Linked DNA regions of Gossypium hirsutum: regions 1 and 3 are each linked to region 2. The links are chromatin contacts, called in public Hi-C maps. All regions are on one chromosome and are shown on one strand. Each heading gives the region's core, a stretch centred on a gene start, on an enhancer-like site or on the middle of the called end of the contact. The rest is flanking DNA. Distances are from core to core; before and after follow the strand shown. Region 1 overlaps LOC107889745. Region 2 holds the start of LOC107956188 (cytochrome P450 78A7). Region 3 holds the start of LOC107889745.

Region 1 (4,699 bases), core at 1,406-3,905, 170 kb before region 2:
AATGAAAAATAACAATGAATTTCTTTCTATTCTTATTTACAAAAATTCCTTCTATTCTCTATTTTCATTTGCATAAATTCCTTCTATTTCTGTTTTTAGTTTTAGAACAGATATATCAACAGAACTTTCAACAGAATTTCCTAAAAATTAGGCAGATCACCTTTAACATAACCTTTAACATAATAGACATCTAATTTTTTACTACTACTATTAGTAATTTTTGGGTGCATGTATGAGATCTATGCCCCAAACCATACCTTAGCGAACTCTTCAATAAGTATTTCCCTCACAAAGCTGCCCTGCCAAAAAAGAAAGGAAAAATATCAACTTCAATTGGGCCATTAAAAGTATACATATAATATAGAGATGCAATTTTCCGGATACCTTTTCTGTTAATGTAAAATAAAGGATTTCCTTAAAAACCACCCTGGAATTTGCTTCTTCTCTTTGTATCTTAACCAAGGCCTTCTCAGTTCGAGCACGAAGGGACTGCCATATGAATCATTTTAGGACTAGAATAAACTGAGGAAGGTGCAGGGATATTCATAGAAGGAAAAGAAATAGGAAAGGGAAAGATTAGAAATTATTATAGAAGAAAATGTCCATGAGTATAAGCTGCACGAAATGACCTAATTGTTTGAAAGAAGCTCCTAATCAATACACATCTGATCTAAATTTTTAGACTGGTGAGAAAAAATAGTTTGAAGATGACCTAATTGTTTGAAGGATGCAGATACAAACAAATATACTACTAACTTTTTGACTGGGAAGCAGAAATAGTTCCTTCAATACTTGGGACTGTTTAAAACTCAGAACTCCAGTGGCGGTTGTTTTGCAGGAATAAGACAAAAAGGCAAAACTGGACCAAAGATAATAGGAAATTTATCAAGTGTTTTGTTTCTCACATATACAACAGGATGCCATATGTTGTAATCTGTGTGGTAAAAGGAGAGAGAAGAAACAAAGGGGGGAGTATGGTGAGTAAGCAAAAAGATTGGAAAATCTCACCTCTGTCAATAGGGATTCAAGACGATCAATTCTGAAAGCACCATCCTAACAGATTACAAACCTAATTAGAATGTTGGTAAGCTATGTCCATGATGTAAAGTACAACACAGTAAACAATAACATTTCAATAAAGAAGAATCAGTATACATGTACCTTATAAAGAAGAGCCTGCAAAGAAGACTTCAGTTGAGGTGAACTGTCAGTCAATACTTTTTTTGCAATCCATGGATATGAACTACCCAAAACTTTGTAATTTGGGTCAGAACTTATTGCAATTCCCTCCAATACAGCTAGACTAGAGAAGGATAAGTAAACCAATTAATAGGCATAAACATGGCAACATATAAGATTCTAAATTTCTGAACAAACAGCATGAAGTTGTATGGAAGACGCATCAAATCTCTAAGGAAAACCATTACCTACGAATAACCAGAGAAAAATATGAAGGTATTTGAAATTTGAACTTGTACCTGCCAAAAATTGAAAATGAAATCATGAATATTGGGAACATCTCTGAGAACAATTTAAGTGCCACCTCTAGAAGATCATATAACACAATACTAGTCAATAAACTTATTGAGATGACTAATCTGCTCACCCACAGCAATAGTTCCTTCTTACTCCTACCAAATAAAGCTATTTTTCTTTTCCCAATAGAAAAAAGCCATTCTTTCCGCTCGATCATCCAAAGATTCCATCTCCACCAAAAGCAGTTTGTCAATGTAAATAATTGGGTTAATGCATATTTTGCACCTGAAATGGACCATTGGTCTAGGTTGGTAAAGTTTTGTTTGACGAAGACTTTTATAGCAACCATTACCTAATCAAAGCGTGTCATGTTGAATTCACATCACCCTAAATTAATCCACATCATCCTATTGTCTTATGAGAAAGGATTGTATGAAATTGTGATTCCATGTCATCTATATCCCTTTCCAATTGGGAAATGACAAATCAGATTTTTCCACCTGATTTTCAGTTTTTTTTTCTCCTGAAAAAATTCAAATCCAACTAAAAATGCTAAAAATCAGGAGGAAAAATCCGATTTGTCATTCTCATATTGGAAAAGAATATATATGACCTGAGATCACAGTTTCATACAATCGCTTCTCACTGTATTATTAATAATGTCAAAACATTGCCAACTTTAGTTTAAAAGTTTCAAAAATAAAAAATAAAAAACTATAAATATTAAAAAAAATCAATTTTTATAAAAGCATATAAATACAATAAAAATTCAAAAAAGAATATATAATTTTTGCAAATCTCAAAAAATATAAATAAATTATTAAAAAATAAAACCTCAAATATATAAATTATGAAAAAGTAATGAAATTAAAGAAATTATAGATAAATTATAAATTAATATAGATCATATAAAAAATTATATAAGTTTCTGTCAGCTACAAATTCTCACTTTCTTTTATAAACCAAAAACTTGGCAAATACAACTTAATGGATTTGAAGATGAAATACAATTTGCACTGCGTCTTCAAACTTTCACTCCATTTTTCCCTTTGAACTTCTTGTTGTCTCAAACTGACGTTGTCGAAGTTTCATCCCCCACCACCAATTCTTGTAAGGAATCTTTTTATGTTATGCTTACAACTCCGGAACAAAGCTAAAACCCACGAATTTGACTCACCAGCCATACAGATTCAAGTCATTTTTAACGGTGCTGAATAAGGCAAGGAAAGCTTAAATTGTGGGGTCTAGGGCACAGCTTTTGTTTGGGCAAGGATTAAGAGGGCTGGAATGGATCAAAGGGAACGAAAAGAAGCTTCCATCAAAAATTGAGATAGAGATGAAAGGAGATTACGTCTTTTTGGGAGGGTTTTAAAGGATGAGAAAGTAAAAAAATTAAAGTGTTTTATTTATTAAATGTATTTAATTTACTGAAAACTGAAAGAAATTAAAAATTATTCATATGTATATTACACGTCTGCAAAGAGATATATAACAAAAAGCTAACATGGTTTAAATTTTTTTAACCAACATGTTTCCTAAGTGGTTGAAGATGCTAAATTAGCAAACAATTAATAGTGCTAACTTTTAGGGGCAAAGCGTGTAATGGTAGAACTACCAACTTAGTCCAGAAAACCTTTATGCACCAACCTAGACCAAGTGGCAAAGTTTAGGCATCAATAAGGGCAAGCAAGCGATTAAATCAATTGATTTGATCATGTTTTGTTAAACATAACCGAATTAACCAAAGACCCTCCTACTATAATCAAACTGACCAACCTTCACAGTCTTAACCGATTTAACCAAACTGACTTAACATCTCCAAAAGCATGGTTTAACAGATTCAACAAAATCATGATCTCGTTTGGTTAGCAACAAAGCAATGATAATCATACCCTCTCCATAAGACATTACAAGGGTAAGATCACTCTTCTTATAGTATATATTGACAACATTGTAATGACAGTAAATGAAAAAGAAGAGATGACTCAGCTAAAAGGGTGGTTGGCTCAGGAATTAGAAATAAAAGAGGGAGGGAGGCTACAATATTTCCTAGGGACTGAAGTTGCCAAATAAAGAAAAAATGAATCTTCATCTCACAGAGAAAACATATCCTAGATTTCTGGAAAAAAACTGGTATGATGGGTTGCAAGCCTGCAGAATGACCTATGGAGAGTAATCATAAGTTGCAAACAAGGATTGGAGAGTCAATGGAGAAGAAGATATATCAAAGATTGGTTGGAAGACTGATTTATCTCTTACACACTAGACCAGACAAAGTACATGCAATCAATATAATAAGCTAGTTCATGCATGATTCATATTCAGACAGACAAGTACATGATTCATGTTCCAGCAAAAGGTCTTCTTTTCTCTAAACATGGTCATCTCCAAATAGAAGCATACACAGTTGCAGATTGGGTTGGAACTCTAAATGATAGGAGGTCTACATCTGGGTATTGCACATTTGTGGGATGCAACCTAGTCACTTGGAGAAGCAAGAAGCAAACTGCAGATGCTCAACCAAGTGCTAAGGCAGAATACAAAGCTACAGTTCAAGGAGTTTGTGAGCTCTTGTAGTTACGAAAAGTGTTGGAGGATTTGAACTCTCCACGAAAAGAAAAATTATACTTATACAGAGACAACAAAGTTGTTGTAAGCATAGCTCAAAATCCAGTTTAAAATTATCTAACAAAACACATAGAGATCAATCATCACGTTATCAAAGAAAAATTGACTACAAGTGCGTGTCTTAAACTTAATTCATGTGACATCTGACGAGAAGTTAGCTAACGTGTTTAAAGAAGGATTGAGCAACAAGACCTATCACAATTTAGTTCGTGAGTTGGGCATGTGTGATGTCTATGCACCAACTTGAGGGGAGTGTCGACAGGTGATCAAATCAAGCTGACCAAATCAAGATTAAGTTATATTACTGATATTTAGGGATTGATTACTCATTTATAGCTATAATATTTCCTTAGATAGGCCTACATATGTTGTATAAATACCCATGTATTTTCTCATTCTCAATAAACACAAATTCTTCATTTCTTTCTTCTAATTTCGTTTCTGATTTTCAACAACTAATTATCTGCTGATGCAGGTAGTAATAAGGAAAATCTATTGGAGAGATAACTGGTTCAATGTTTTGTTTTTTTCATGCAAGTCTATGCTTTCCAAAAGACAGGGCACGTGCCAGATGGACAAGTGGAACTTTCCTTGA
Region 2 (4,626 bases), core at 1,212-3,711:
ATGTTGACATCAAGATGAGAAGCATTCCCACGTCTTGACAACGTGACTTGACATGGAAGAAAAGAGTTGATTTTCTTAGACAGCATATTTGGAAAATTTCCATAATTAGACCCTAGTTTTTAGCAGAATATATTATTCGTTGGTATATAAGTGTATCTTGAATTGAGTGGTCACCAAGTAGGCCGATGCCTATATAAGCAACCTTAGGATCATCAGAATTGTAAGCAGTTTTAGACCTAGACAGTTTTTCCATTCAGTTTTAGTTTTATTTTCTTTTTATGTTCGTGTACGTCAGAACTTTTCTATTCCGATGTGAAGATAATCGCAAGCGGAGATTGCTCCAGATCTGCGTTTCAATATATTTATCAATGAGCATTCTCCTATCTCTCTCTTATTCTTTTATTTATATTTTTTTCTCTAATCAATTAGTGTTTGTAACAATATTGAATAATTTCTTGAGTTTATTTTATATCTTGCATGTTTTGATTATTAAATTAATTTATTTGTTAAGTAACTATTTATCTAAAATTGGGTATTTATTCAAGGGTACTTAGTATATTAGGGAGTGACACCCCTAATATAATATTGAGACAAGTGAGACTGGAAGGGTATCCTATCGTGTACAACTTGTGCCAAGCGATGAGACAGGAAGAGTATTCGTATGCCTAGGAAGAGACCATAAATGTGGCTTAGGTGATAATCCTTAATGAAGATGAACTGGAAGGGTAGTCATAGCTAAAGATGATAAATAACTAATCGAGGATAAGTAATTATTTAATTAGATAATTAGGGATTTAATCAATCATAGGCTAGAGGCTCACATTGTCGACACTAAGAATAGGAAAGTCCATTAGGTTAATTTTAGGTTAGTTAATTTAATTAGTTTAATTGAAATAATTTTATTTGGATTAACACTACTAATTCGTGACTCGATTAGATTAGTTATTATTTTCTGTAATTAATTTAATATTAATTTCTCTAATCTGCAATCTCTTAGGTATGATCCTCGGAATACTTACCAATATTTCGTTGTACTAAACTATATTACAATTTAACTCGTACACTTGCTGACACTGTCGATTTAATTTAATATATTTTTAGTGTGATATTTATTCTATAAATGATAGCACGTTTATAGGTGATCATTCACCCTACTAGGAAAAGAGCCATATAGTCTTGTTAGAGAGGTTATGATTTGGTTAAGCAAAGGAAAAAGATGATCAAGAGAGAAGGAAGAAAGTTGAGTCAACAAGGTGAGAGAGTAAGGGAACACGGCTCTTTTTGGGTTGAAGACTGTTTATATAGGTAGATCTAGTGGATGACATGATATTGCTTAAATTGTAGAGTATATAGTTGTTAAGTGATGGTTGTTCTATTGGAGTGGTCTGGTTGATTTACGTGTTTCTCACTTTCTAAATCAATAGTACCCTTGACGAAGATAAACTAACATAGTCAGCGATATGAACATCAGTGAAGGTAGACGAATGATGAGGAAGGTCATTATTTTTCTTTTTTTTTTCTTTTTTTTGCAAGGACGAAGGTCATTATGTTTAACAAATATAATAAACAACTGCCTAAATTAGAAGTTTTTCTTTTTGGTGTCTGGATTTGAACACCTCAACCCAGCTCTTGGGAAATTTTAATTATATCTAACAAAATCTTGAAGTCAAACCATAATATGTTGGTTGATTAAGAATAAGATCTTAAAAAAGAAAAAAGAAAAAAAGATAGAGATATGTATCTAGATTCTCAACTAATGGAATTTGCTTATAGATGTAGATAAAATGAACTTTGGAACACTAGAGAATAACAGATTTTATTATGTAATTAATGTTGAGCAACAGAAATTAATAATAATGTCATTAAACAGTAACAATCCGAATATATTAAGTGCTACATTTTTTTATGGTCTAAATAGTTTAATTAACAATTAATTATGTTGATTGTTAAGGTGATTCTATCAATATAATTGCCAATTCGGACCTCATTAATAATAGCTCATTTTGTTAATTATGATATGTATAAATTTATATGTTGATATTAAATTATATGATGACACAAAATAAGTATAATTTTAACACATGGCATTACTTAATTCATTAATGGCGTATAAACTAAATGATTAGGTTTTTTCTTTGTTCAAAACAAATCTTAAATAGAATTCTCACAGCCAAGAATTTAGCTAGGGCTGACCAGATTTGACCCTGTGTGAACTAATGGAAGATATAAGATTATCCATCCCCATATAGAACGCATGCATAATTTTGATTAATACTTTTTTTGAGCAATAATTATTGTAGGATAGCTTACCAAACAAACAAAGATTCGAAATAAATAAATAAATGGAGCTCTATACAGCAATGCCTATTTAAGCGGCTGGTGTGTGTCACCAGCCAAGCCCCAAGTGCCTTCCTCGGTGATCTCCCAACTCGGCTAGCATTTTTCATTTGTTTCATAAGTATGGGTTTGGCTCCTATTTGTATCGACAAAACCTGGTGGGTCTCAACGTTCCCAGCTATTGTAAAAGCAAATAACTTGGTAGATGGTTTCCTTTTGTTTAGCATTTTCATGGCAGTTTTATTGGGTGGGTTTTTAACTTGGGCTTTATCCCCTGGGGGTTTAGCCTGGAAAAATGGCAGAAACCGATTAGGTGAGGTCCCAGTCCCTGGTCCCAGAGGGTTCCCTTTCTTTGGCAGTTTATTCAGCCTAACCCACGGTTTGGCTCATCGAACCCTTGCTTGCATGGCTTCAAAACAAGCCGCTACCAATCTCATGGCTTTTAGCCTTGGATCAACTCCTGCTGTTATAACATCCGATCCCCAAATTGCTCGTGAAATCTTGACCTCTCCTCATTTTGCTAACCGTCCGATCAAAGCAACAGCTAAGAAGCTAATGTTTAGCCGGGCCATTGGCTTTGCTCCCGATGGTACTTACTGGCGGCTTCTAAGGAGGATTTCATCCACTCACCTCTTTGCTCCAAAGCGCATTGCAGCCCATGAAAAGAGTCGCCAACTAGACTGTGGCTCCCTGTTATGTGCCATTGCTAAAGAACAGTCCTCCAATGGAATTGTTGTTTTACGCAAACACCTTCAAGCAGCAGCTCTTAACAATATAATGGTAACAGTATTCGGTAAAAGATATGACCTCTGCCAAGGTGATGACGACGAAGCTAAAGAGTTGCAAGAGATTGTAAGAGAAGGGTTTGAGATATTGGGAGCTTTTAACTGGTCGGATTATCTACCTTGGCTGAGCTACTTTTATGACCCTTTTCGAATCAATGAACGCTGTTCAGTTCTTGTCCCCCGAGTGAAAAAACTAGTGAACCAAATCATCGAACAACATCGTTTGAATCAATCATCAAAGGTTGCTGATAGTTCAGATTTCGTTTCTGTGTTGTTATCTTTAGATGGCGACGATAAACTCAATGAGGAAGACATGGAAGCAGTCTTGTGGGTGGGTATTAATTTATAATTTCTTTAATTATAATATATTTTGAAGTTCAATTAACGAGTTCGATCGCTTGTGTTGGCAGGAAATGATCTTTCGGGGAACGGATACAACTGCGCTTTTAACTGAGTGGATCATGGCCGAGTTGGTATTGAACCCTGAGATTCAATCCAAGCTTCACCAGGAGCTTGTTGTTGCAGTGGGAGACAAGAGCGTGACAGATGCTGATGTGGCTAACTTACCCTACCTTCAAGCAGTAGTCAAAGAAACCCTCAGGTTGCATCCACCTGGGCCGCTCCTTTCATGGGCAAGGATATCCACGTCAGATGTCCAACTCAGTAATGGCATGGTGGTCCCATCAGACACTACAGCCATGGTCAACATGTGGGCCATAACCCATGACCCAAATGTGTGGGAGGATCCACTTGTTTTCAGGCCAGAGAGGTTTGTTAAGTGTCTAGGTGGAGCTGAGGTGGATGTGAGGGGTGGTGATCTTAGGCTTGCACCGTTTGGGGCAGGACGAAGGGTCTGCCCTGGCAAGAACTTGGGGCTGGTCACAGTGGGCCTTTGGGTGGCTAAGTTGGTTCAACACTTCAAATGGGTTCAAGATCTGGCTAACCCAGTCGACCTAACCGAGCTGCTTAAGCTGTCCTGTGAGATGAAGAATCCTCTGCGCGCCCTGGCTATTCCAAGAAACAGTATTCTACGACGGTCAGGAGACTGGTAAAAGAATAAATAAAAGCCAAGGGATATAATGTTTCCTCCACGTTGTCTTTGTAAACCTCGTTAGTTTGTTCTATTGTAATAACGTAAAGTAGCCGTATCTATAATTGGTCATCTAAACTAATTATCAAAAAAATATTGGTGTCTTAATTATGAATCTCTTTTTTGCGTGCATTAAATTATGATGGAAAAAAAACTAACATTTACACGTGGAAGCAAAAGAAAAGAATCGCCTTTTTGGATTGACTTAAAATGCCCAATTTGAATATTTAGTCCTCCATGCCATCAATGCTTTGATTTCGGTTTTATTTGTTCAAGTAGTTATCTAAATTTTTTGTGGTCAACTTCGGTACTCGAATTATTGTGTCGTTACTCATTTAACCTCAAACCTTAGTGTCGTTTGTCCAATTAGAAGCTACCACGTCACCATGCAATTGTATTTTTAAATTTTACATC
Region 3 (4,704 bases), core at 298-2,797, 150 kb before region 2:
CAATCTAAATCCAAGCACAATAGTATATAATTGTTTGTGTGTTAGTAAAAAGAGGCTAAACATTAAGAGACAGTATAGCTTATGGCCAAAAGAAAAGTCTATATGGCAGAAAACTCCATAGAAGAAATTCTCTTTAACAATTTTTTTCAGACAACTTTTCAAAGATACATTTAAGACAGACCCAGAAAGAATTTGAATTTGAGTAACAGTGCATCTTAATGGAAAAATGGGAAGTATAGCTGATCTGCAGAAAAATGAAATGACAGCATAAACCGCTCTAGTGGCTAAAACATGAATGATAAAGTAAACATCACATTAATATCTATATCATGATTTTCTAGAATTTTCAGGTGACATTTAAAGTGAACAAGCTTTTACTTCCTGCTGCCCCTGCTCCCTTTTTCCCTTTATCTCTATGATGATCGAATCATTTGTTCAGCTGCACTTTGCATTCTCTAAAACATTGTGAACCTTTTTCCACTATTTTCCACAAATATTTTAAACATTGACTGAATTTTCTGTACCATTTAACTTTTTTAAGTACCGATGAACTGGAATTTTGAGAAAAACAAAGCTACAAAAAAGCGCAATGTTCAGTAGAAAAAAATCATAACTTAACAGTAAAATTTAAATAGGGGACAGGTGAAAATGTAAAGATATCAGCCAAATGATGGTCGGTTTGATTATAAAGGGAATCAGTTAATAGATGAACTAACAGAAATTTAAATCTCCCCGAGCTTAACATGCAAGACAAACGCTTTATAACTGAATCTTATGCACAATACTGAAATAATATACCGGCCCAAGTTCCACCAGAATTTTTCGAAGCTCGGCAGCTCTAACCTGCAAATCAGAAACAGTAAAAATCAAAATTTCAAGAAAACTTCAAAATATGTAAGGCTTCCTTCGGCTGAAATTAAAATTTTGGAATAATAAAAAATTGAATTTTTAACTTTTGGGAGTAACAACACATAATTCTAATGGCGTAAAAATTTAGAAAACGGAGTCAAACAAATTCGACGTCAGCATCAATTTTCTCAGAAAGTGAGTCTACTTTAAACGTAAGGAGTAATTAAAGTTAAACCTTGAACATTTGATCGGATCGTTCCATAAGATTATCAATATATCGAACTCCGAACCATTTTCCAAAAGTAGTACCGACTTGAATAAGCCGACGCAACAAAATCAGGGGTTTTCTTCTATAAATAGCGGCGATTCGTGAAGGGCTGTAATCGAGTAAGGACTCAGCCTCAAAGGCACTGAGCTGGAAAAGGTAACCTGACTTCTTCGTGAAAGAATCAACTTCAAGTCCCGCAGCGGCGCGTATGATGGGGCGTGGTTTTGAACGGAAGCTAAGTTTTGGAGTGGCGGGAAAGGAGTGGATTGGAGAGGAAGGAAGAAGTAGTGGAGCCATTTACTCCTTTTTCGGTGTAACTGTTTCTGTTTAAACTTTTTTTCGGTTCTTTTTCATGAAAATATGAAAGAGTTAGAGAAATAGAAATGGTATGCGATGGACAAAATAGGAAAAAGAAAATGTGACAGAATAATAAATGCTGAGGTTAGAAAATTATGTGAAAAAGGAAAGAGGAGCAAGCGTACAGGCACCGTCCTTTTTTTTCGTCCTTTAATATTTTATCCATTTCCAAGGGATGCGTACCTGCCTCCTGCCAGAAAATAAAAAATTTAATTTTTTCCATATCTTAACATCGGGTAGGATCTAATTAGTGTACTTTATTCCTAAAGCACACCATATACATATAGAAAGTACAAATTTAGAATATAAATAAATATTTAAAATTAGTATATAATAATAAAATATATGAGTTGAAACTAATTAATAATAAGGTAAACTATTATAATAGTCACTTTTGTTTATTTTATGTTACATTTTAGTTTTAAAATATTATATTTTAGTCACTTACGTTATCGCATTATAACATTTTAGTCACTGAACCATTAATTTTCAGTAATAGTATAACGATAAACTGACGTGGCATGTTAAAACATCAGTTCAAACAAAATTTTTAGGTTAATTTATACAATCGATCTCATATTTTTTGGTTTTGAGTAATTTTTTTCTATTATATTCTTTTAACTTTTTTTCCATTCCCTTCTGCTTTTCCCTCTATTTCCCTTCATTACCTAATTCTTTTAACATAATTTTTTTATGTTTTTCATTTATTAAAATTAGAATCTATACTTTTATTTTTTTTGAACAATTTAATTTTTTCGAGTGAGGTGAGATTGTGGACTAGTTTTAACAAATGAAAAATATAGAAAAACTACGTTAAAAGAAATGAGGAAGGGAGGAAAACAGAGGGAGAAGTAGAAGAGAATGAAAAAAAAAGGAAAGTTAAAAGAACATAAAAAAAATTAAATTGCTCAAAATGAAATATATATATATGAACCAATTGTAGAATTTAACCTAAAATTTTTGTTTGAAATGATGATTTAACGTGTCACGTTAGCTTACTGTTACACCGTTAACGGCTCTGTGACTAAAATGTTACAATGCAATAACGTAAGTGACTAAAACGTAACATTTCAAACAAAAGTAACTAAAATGTAACATGAGGCAAACAAAAGTAACTATTTTGGTAATTTACCCTTAATAATAACACATTAAATATGTGCGATGTTAAAATGAAAATAAATTAGATTAAAATTGTTCATTATGGTGTTGTCATCAATCTTGAGTGTCGAGTTAACTTGTTACACCAACTCAACGAAATACATTAACATAGATACACAATTGATATACGTAATAAAGTGTGCATGATAAAAATTAAAATTAAAATATCAAAATAAAGTTTTAGCTAAGTGGTAAATTAAATATTTTACTAATGCAATTGGTTCGAATTCAAATCTCATCATATTCATACTTTTATTGTTTTTTTTAAATAAAAAGACTAAATTACACTTGAATAATATAACTTATTTTAACTATGAAAGAGTATTTTTGTAATTTCTCTAACTGAGCTGATGACTCAATTTGTTTGAGTGGTGAATTTAAAGTTTTTCAATGTAATTGGTATGGATTTAAATCCCACTATATGTATTTTTTTTAATTAAAAAGATTAAACTGCACTCGAATAATATAACTTACTTTAAATATGGAAGGTCATTTTGTAATTTTTTAATCAAGTTAATGCCCGGTTGACTCGTAACACCAACTCAGTAAGATATTTTATTAATAGTATAAATATATATTAAATTTAAACAAACTAATGTGATTTTATTATTAAATAGTTATCTAAATTTTTTTTTTCAAATATCTACCTCATATGAATTACATTTATTAAATTAGACAAATAGTTGAACATTGATATAGTTAAAAACAAATAAATAAAAAATAACAATTAAATAAGAAAAGAATTGTCAATTGAAAAAAGAGAAGAATTCTCAACCCCATATATTATATCTTATAGTATTAACCGGAGATTTATAGGCTTTTATGGGTATTAGAAGGAAAAAAAACAGCTGAATCTTGGGATTTCCTTCAATAACTAGGGCAGGATTAAAGTTTATTGTGGATGATTTTAGGTGATTTTAATGAGATACTTCCTTTCAGGAAAAAAAAAGAGGTCGTATTCGAGATGATCGATAGATAGAGGACTTTCGAGCAACATTGGATTTATGTAATCTGATAAATATGGTTTATCAAGGAAGATGGTTCACTTAATAGCGGGGAAATTTTGTTGATAACAATATCAGGGAGAGGCTTAATCGAGGTGTTGCCAATTCCGCCTAGTGTGAGGTATTTTCTAGTTTCATGCAGTCTTCACTAAAATGGTTACAACTTGAGTTATCGAACTCGAAATCAAGTGATTCAATGTATGCTTCAAAGCTAAAAGATAGATCTTCAAATTCTATGGAGACATCTCAACCGAGAAATAACTGAATCCCATCCAAAAAGTCAACTCAAGTCGATTGATTTTACAAACTTGAAATTGGAAACTTCAATGAATGGTATTTAATAAATTTCACCCCATTCGTGTTTGTATCATTCCCCATTTCCTCAAAAAGATTCATCCTCGAATCTTGTCTTTGGTTGAATAAGAAATATTTTTTATCATATGTGGAATGGGTTAATTGAGCTCCTTTCAAAGGATCAACAAAATCCTCTAAAGAAATAAGTCCACTAATTATTCCTCATTCTTGCATTAGTATTTTCTTGCTTTTCACTTTCTCTTCCTACTTGAGAACTCTCCAATTTCACCTCATATGTATTCTCTATAACTCCCCAAAAGTTAAATTTTTGGTCTGTTAAATTTTTTCGAAGTAAATGATTTGGTTCAGTGGTTAAGTGCTTTGGATGTGTGTTGAGGTCATGTGTTCAAATATCACTTTTGAAATTTTTTTCCATTTTTGTTCATATCCCTATCTCTGTTCATTTGACTTAAATATTATCTTCACTCAACTTGTGACAGAATAAGCTTGCTGGTTTAGTGGTAAGGTGTCAGCTTACCCTTTGGTCCTATGTTTGAAACCCCACATGTGTCGATGAGGAATTTCTTTTTACTATTTCTACTTGAGCCACCCAAGTGGTAGAGTTTGAGTGGATCTTGAAGTCTTTGGGAATCTGATAGGAGTGGGTAGTTGTGTTAGTGGGGGGAAGTAGTAAGTTGTTTAAAAAAATATAAGATAATAATAAATGTATTTTTGAAAAAAAAGTCCATAAAAATTCTCTCCCCACAGTCACAT

What was found. Hi-C and Micro-C count contacts between places; a contact is called where the count stands out from the background.
Region 1: a contact with region 2 is called in a Hi-C map of leaf, with 3 times the contacts expected there. The contact joins the enhancer-like site here to the promoter of LOC107956188 in region 2. A contact is called at or near these places in 10 of 34 Hi-C or Micro-C datasets (anther, callus, hypocotyl and 3 more).
Region 3: a Hi-C map of leaf shows a contact between it and region 2, with 1.9 times the contacts expected there. The contact joins the promoter of LOC107889745 here to the promoter of LOC107956188 in region 2. A contact is called at or near these places in 13 of 34 Hi-C or Micro-C datasets (anther, callus, fibers and 3 more).

The regions. Positions count from the first base shown.
Region 1 is chrD06:30,369,952-30,374,650 of Gossypium_hirsutum_v2.1, reverse strand. LOC107889745 reads right to left here. Exons shown (of 20, transcript XM_016814338.2): 14 at 1,428-1,478; 15 at 1,162-1,303; 16 at 1,009-1,053; 17 at 385-489; 18 at 258-299. Among protein-coding and RNA genes, the nearest start is that of LOC107889745, 18 kb to the right of the region's middle. Within about 2 kb of position 2,655, at least 2 of the 9 cell types and tissues checked have an H3K27ac peak or open chromatin away from gene starts, as enhancers often do.
Region 2 is chrD06:30,202,541-30,207,166 of Gossypium_hirsutum_v2.1, reverse strand. LOC107956188 (cytochrome P450 78A7) reads left to right here and starts at 2,461. Exons shown (of 2, transcript XM_016891915.1): 1 at 2,461-3,453; 2 at 3,533-4,174. The coding sequence starts at 2,461. The coding sequence ends at 4,174.
Region 3 is chrD06:30,351,606-30,356,309 of Gossypium_hirsutum_v2.1, reverse strand. LOC107889745 reads right to left here and starts at 1,547. Exons shown (of 20, transcript XM_016814338.2): 1 at 1,085-1,547; 2 at 799-843. The coding sequence starts at 1,414.